Linked DNA regions of Mus musculus: region 1 is linked to region 2. Evidence: chromatin contacts called from public capture Hi-C data. All regions are on one chromosome and are shown on one strand. The core of a region is the stretch at or near the end of the contact, and the rest is flanking DNA. Distances in the headings are between cores, read along the strand shown.

What was found. Capture Hi-C pulls out chosen DNA fragments and counts their contacts.
Region 1: a contact with region 2 is called in a capture Hi-C map of bone marrow-derived macrophages, with 18 times the contacts expected there. The contact joins two enhancer-like sites. A contact is called at or near these places in 3 of 484 Hi-C or Micro-C datasets (bone marrow-derived macrophages and muscle stem cells), 4 of 115 datasets of contacts at active chromatin or transcription factors (bone marrow-derived dendritic cells, bone marrow-derived macrophages and embryonic basal ganglia) and 1 of 9 other capture datasets (bone marrow-derived macrophages).

What each region holds. Positions count from the first base shown.
Region 1 is chr13:110,943,004-110,945,979 of GRCm38.p6, forward strand. No RefSeq gene overlaps it. Among named protein-coding and RNA genes, the nearest start is that of 4930526H09Rik, 41 kb to the left of the region's middle. Within about 2 kb of position 1,263, at least 38 of the 459 cell types and tissues checked have an H3K27ac peak or open chromatin away from gene starts, as enhancers often do. A contact at or near this core is called in bone marrow-derived macrophages, where this site is marked.
Region 2 is chr13:110,561,680-110,564,932 of GRCm38.p6, forward strand. No RefSeq gene overlaps it. Among named protein-coding and RNA genes, the nearest start is that of Gm32990, 5.4 kb to the right of the region's middle. Within about 2 kb of position 1,427, at least 84 of the 459 cell types and tissues checked have an H3K27ac peak or open chromatin away from gene starts, as enhancers often do. A contact at or near this core is called in bone marrow-derived macrophages, where this site is marked.

The DNA of each region.
Region 1 (2,976 bases), core at 13-2,512, 380 kb after region 2:
TAATTGACACAATATTTATAAATAACTCAAGACTCATCCGAGGTGGCAACACTTCCTCCCTATGCTCCATCCTCTCAAGTGTTCGAAGCTTACATTAAGGCCTCCAAATTGAGCAATCTTGCTGAATCATTAATGTTACCCTTTTGACTCACAAGAAGACACAAGGATTTGACAAAAATATTTACAAGCTTGCCTTCCTGAACCCATACTCCTGCTGTGGGGTCAGATCTCAACTTCATGATAGTTTTAGAAAACTATTTCTGGCATACCTGATCATGGTTAGTGACTTCAAGTCACATTGGCACAGAAAGGGGACTTCCCTTCTTACAGAGGAGCAGTGACATTATCGAACAGAACTCCATCTCCCCCACCCCATCTGTCTTGATCATCATGTTTCCCTTGATAGTCATTCACACAGATCCTTCATCTTATGAGAACTCTGGATTTCAGGCTGACTGTTAAACTTGGAAGGAAATTAGAGATCATAAAAACCCATGGTCTCTTCTCTCACTTGAAAAGCAGTGCTGGGTTGTGGGGGAGGCGCAGCTTTGTGTATAATTAGCAGTGATTCCTCCCTCTCTAGGTCTCCTTAAACTTGTGTGTTTCAGTTTCTTTTCTCCAGTACTCTAGAGATCATGTCAAAAAGAATCCCGGTAGATGACACAAAATTGTTTTTCATGGGTTCATTCATTTTCTCATTGAATAATATTTGGCACGACTGTGTGAAAGTTTCTGCTCAATCTACTATCTACATAGCAAGAAACACTGGCAGAATTTCTGCTTTCCAAAGTCTTAGTTGATTAAGTTACACGAACAACAGGAAAGGCTACCGTGAATGGTATGATATTTGTATATGGTAGATCAACAGGAGCAAATAAGAGAAATTGGTAGAACGAAGAGAGAAGATATTTCTAATCTGGGTTTGTTTACAAAGGAAAGCCTTCTGGGGTGGGTAATAGCCAGTCTATGACTTGAGTGAGCAGTTAAAAGTTTAAAAAAAAATGAAGAGACAAAGAGAAAGTGTCCAAAGAAAATCTTCACAACCCAGAAGGAACTAAAACAAGGCAGATCTGATGAAATACCACCTATTTCATCTAGTGGAGCCCAGGTGATCTAGGGCAGAATGGCGACACATGAAGCTGGAGAAACAGTCAAAGCCAGAATATACCAGCATTATTAAAAACAGTCATAAGGAGCTTAGACTTTTGTCTAAGAATTTCAGAACACAGTCAGGAATGTTAACATCTGGCAAAGATTACCGTGGTTAGATTGGGAAAGACATAATTTATGACAAGGAAGTCGGGGAGAGACAATTCAGACATGGAGACAAGCAACGGGCAGTCTGAATTAAAATATATCTCAGAAATATTTGTGCAGCTGAACCACAGGACTTTGGCTATACCAGGGCAAATGGGAATACACAAGGACCTGTCTCCTTCTACATTGTCCTCATTGCCTCCCTGCCTGTAAATCAGATAGATCACAGACCAAGCTCCCAAAGTGCTAAATTGAAGTCTGGAGGCTTTAAAGAAGGAAGGCTATGAAAAACTTCCTCTCTCACTAGTGCTCAGATGAAAAATTACTATATTTCAATCATTAGTCCAGACCCTGAACATCTAAATAGAAAGAGCACAGTGCCCATGTGTAAAGATTCCTATTTGGTAAGGCGTGATAGTCATGTAAACACATAGATAGAAAGCTGTGCTGGAAGTGTGCAAAGCCAAATCGGCCCACCAAGGAAATCACGAGGGATTGTGCGGGTGACTTCAACAAGAGCTTCTGATCTCATTTAGGAAAACTAAGCAGGACTTTCACATTCAGTGGAGGAGGAAGGTGGGGAATGGAGGAAATGAAAGTGTGTAGATAATAACATGGTTTCTGAGTGAGAGATACAGTCCACACTGTAAAAGAGAAGCCAGATATAGGAAGTTAAACATTGTGATCAAGGTCAAGAGGTTTATGGGTATGTCCTAAATGGGTATGATGTGACGGGTGTGTTAAGAAACTTCGATTTTAGCTATTAAACAGTGAAAAGAGTGAAAACAGCAAAAGAAAAGTCTCAGAGAAACCATTTATAGTTTAGATACTGATGCCATGTTTGAACAGGGGATAAGGTTTGAGGGAAGATATCGGAAAGCAAGGTGCAAGTCAAGAGGTTCTTAAATTTATGTAAAAAGGATCATGATGGGAGTCTACCCATGCGTGATAAGGGGTGATTCAGAGCAAAAGAGGGGGAGCTTCTTAGAAGAAAATGTTGAAAAAATATTCTAAGAAATAGGACTGCTGTTGGCAAAGGAGCTGGGAAAAGTAAAAATAGTTTCTTCCTGGAGTGACTGGCGAGACGGAAGCACTGAAATAGGGATTAATGAAGATAATCACTTTGCACTCTGGATTCTACTTCTATGCAGATAGCATGTACCTGGAGCTCAACATGATCTACACATAGGAGTCCAGATCACCGTCATCCAAAAAAGTCAACTTCCTTAGGAACAATTAGACTTGTCTACTTGGTTATTAAATAATAAATTGATCTATTAATTTGATTTAAAAAATACGTTGCTCCAAAACATACTTAGTAGTTTCAGGATGCTTTAGAGTATAACAGAAAGAAGTATAAAAGGAACACGTCATAAAAATATTAACACATAAGAGAGGAAATGAGAAAGTGCCTACTAATAAACAGGAGAAATCATATGACAACTTCAGAGTGAAACAATCAGAAGTCAGGAGAGCAGTGACCTTGAAGAATAAATCCAGTAAAATATGGGCTACAGATAGCCTTTGATCCACCACTGAAAACCTTATAAATAATAGTAGTGATCAAAGCAGCTTTAAAGTAGACAAAAACGGAAATAGGTCACCTAAGCCACCCTTGGTATTTACCTGTGGTTGACACACTAGACATTCCAAACAAAGGTTTCTTGTGCCCTAGATTGGGGAAGAAAGTATAATTAAATCAGTAATTATTGAATGGTT
Region 2 (3,253 bases), core at 177-2,676:
TGAAACATCAGAAATAAAACCTGACTTGTAAGGATGTTAATCTCCCACCGGGGGCATGTTCTTCATTTAAATTGACAATTTCATTCATTTATATAATGAATTTCCCTAACTTCATATTGCTTCTTCTCCTTGCCCTTTTCCAATCCCTGTCCATCGTGTAGTGGAACCTTCTCTCCTCCTCCCCCTCTCTCTTCATCGCCCCTCTCCTATCCCCCCCCCCCCATCTAGTGCCCTCCTACTTTCATCTCTTCGTTCTGTGTGCCCTCCACTGAGTCTAATCAGTTTCTACCCTGAGCATGGCTGGTTGTTTACCAGAGCAAGGGCTGACTCACCACTGGAGAAAATGACACCTTCTCCCCAGAAACCTTTAATTACCATTGTCCCTCAGGGAAAGGTGGGGTCTATGAGGGCCCTGTCCAGTAAGTTTCTTTGTCAGTGTGATCTGGGAATTGAATCAAACTCTCTTGCCTCCTTACGAGCAAGATAAAAAGAAAGAGCTGTGAGCTGGCATTTGTTTTTGTTTTTTGTTGTCCCCCCACCCCCACCCCCACAGATCTTATAAGCTGGGTACAGTCTGGTTGTTTCTGAGACTCTCTAGTTTGACCAGTGTGTTCCTCCAGCCTCAATGCTCAGTTTAAACCCTAACTATTTTCTTCATTTCCCAATACATTGAAATACTTCTACTAAAGATGAGAGGCTAAGACCGGAGGACCATGAACTTGAGAACAGCCTGGCCTATGACGTAGTGAATTCAAGGTCAGCTATGTTACCCAGTAAATGAATGTAAGCTGGTAGGATGCAAAGCCAGATTCTTTCAAACTTGTCCTTGCTACCCTGGAAAGAAATTACCCAATGCTTTGAGTTGGAGGAGCATGCCAGCATGGTATTCTAGAGGGGGCTACAGTGGATTTGAATACCCCTTTAAAAGACAGAAAGCATGGCTAAATATATATCATGACGTCAAGAAAGGTTCCTGTCTACAACTTAGTGTTTCAGCAAGGTTTCCTGTAATGACCTATGTCAGGTCACGTGGCAGAAAAAGACACACTGGGCAAGTGACAGTGAAATATAGAGAAAAAAAAAAGCTCAAAATCACACCACGTACAAAGAAGAAGAAGAAACTCAATTCTGCTAGAGCTTTACTGAAGAGATGTGTGGGGTCTTGACCCAAGAGAAGTAGATTAAGCTTCCCCAGGCCTCTATTTGGAGATGAAGTCTTCACATAGCACAACTGCATGATAAACGTGGGTTTGTTTACAGTCCCTCTATGGTTGACACTATTCATCATTTGAACAGTGTGTGTCTAAGGATTTCCACAGTCCCTTTGAAGCTTTCTTAGCTATGATTTCATGTGTGGTGAGTCAGAGGGAACAAGCAGGATCAGGAAGTGCTGAACAATAGGACTGGGAATAACCGTTCTCACCGGTTGAAGGCAGCCGATAAGGTCACAGGGTGGGGACTCCCTCATCTTCCTACCCTCCCGAGGCAGAGAGTGGTTCTGTACTAGCCCTTCCCTTATATACAAGGGCAGCAAAGTTGGAAAGTCTGAGACACAGGGACAACCTTTGTCCTTCATTGGAGCTTCTAAATATGCACCTGTCTAAATGTGTGCAAGACATCACACACACACACACACACACACACACACACACACACACACACACACACACACACACACCACAGTCCCACAGTCCCTCTTGTTAAGTGATATTTAGACATTTTTAACCAAGTCAGCTACTAAGTTTCTTTTGTGATTTAGCATTTCCATTGGAGACACTTTGGAGATTTTCTTAGAGTCTGTAATTGATGGAAGAAACAAAAGAAAAATCATGATATCACCATCAAATACTACCCCTTTTAAACAATCCTTTGGCATTTTCTAGAATATGATATCAGATGGATTGTTCAGATAGACATTTTGTCTATGTCTTTTCTTCTGGGCTTTGTCACAGCTTGTGAATTGACAAGAAACATTTGGGTGATCAGAGAAGGCTACATATGGGTTTCTTTCAATGTCTCTGGTGGTGAACTTAGCTGGAAATAGTGTTTTGACAAACTTGGCCCTTTGGTCAGCTATAGATTGAAATAATCATATACCTGATACCAGTCTAAGGATTCCATGTTGGTGAGAATCCAACAGTGAAGGATGCACCCCAACTTAGAGCCCCCTCAAATAAGGTTGAATGTGATTTGAAAAAGTATATAAAACCAAATGCAGTATGAAATCAGCTTGATACGGTGTTTTCTGCAATAAAAATAGCAGAAAGTCAACTTTAAGAGATTCTTGCCTGACCTCAAGGACAGAAAGACAGCCAGAGATGAGAGTCTGTGACAGGAAGGGTATGAGAGTAAGCCTAGGCCCAATGTGGGAGTCAGCTCCTGGGCAGGGCCAACAGCAGATAATCAAACCACATCCTATGCTAGGGCTCGTGGGTACCACCCAGCTACGTCTGTGTGCTATTAATAACAGGCTCAGCTGCAGCCTGCCATCCATCTCGAAGGACAAGATCAGGATGGCGCAGGAAATGACTGTGGACCTGTTTACTTTCTCGTGACCTTTCCTCCTCAGTCAGCCAGCAGGTGCTGTCAGGAGAGCCGGGCCCAGAGGGGAAGAGCTCTGAACAACAGCACTTAGAGATGATTTTCTCAGTTGATAACGGTAGATCGCAACTCTACGGATGGCTGCAGAACAAGCACTTTCAAGCTTGGGAAACGATGCGAGTCACCTGTAGATCAGAACCTTTGTCCTATCTCTGTACTCGAGGACTTGTAAGCCTAAACGCGTGCCTAATCGTCCAGATTCCCGGGCTCCACTTGCGCCCACGTGACTGAGTAGAAAAAAAAATTGAGTCCGATATTTCTGTCAACAAACTTTGTAAACTCACATTTATAGAATGATTTTAGAAGGTGCTTTCTGTCTGTAGAGATGAGCAGAATAGCTAGCAAGGAGCATCTTTGGAGATTACAAGTTAAGACCATTAGGGCGGAATGGGGAATGGTTGAGTTCTGTTTACAAACTCAGTTTTGCAACTTGGCTGTTTCAGTAAATTAGATTCAAAACAGTTCCCTTCTGGTGAGTCCTAAAACTTCCTAAGTCATTTCTGTCAGCCATATATATCAATTTTTCAGGAAATAACCCAAAATCTTGAGAGAAACAAAGCTTGTTAAAAAAAAAAAAAACCAAACGTTTGATTAAAAAAAAAAAAAAAAAAAAAAAAAAACAAAGTTTGATAAGAGGGTGATGACATCATCA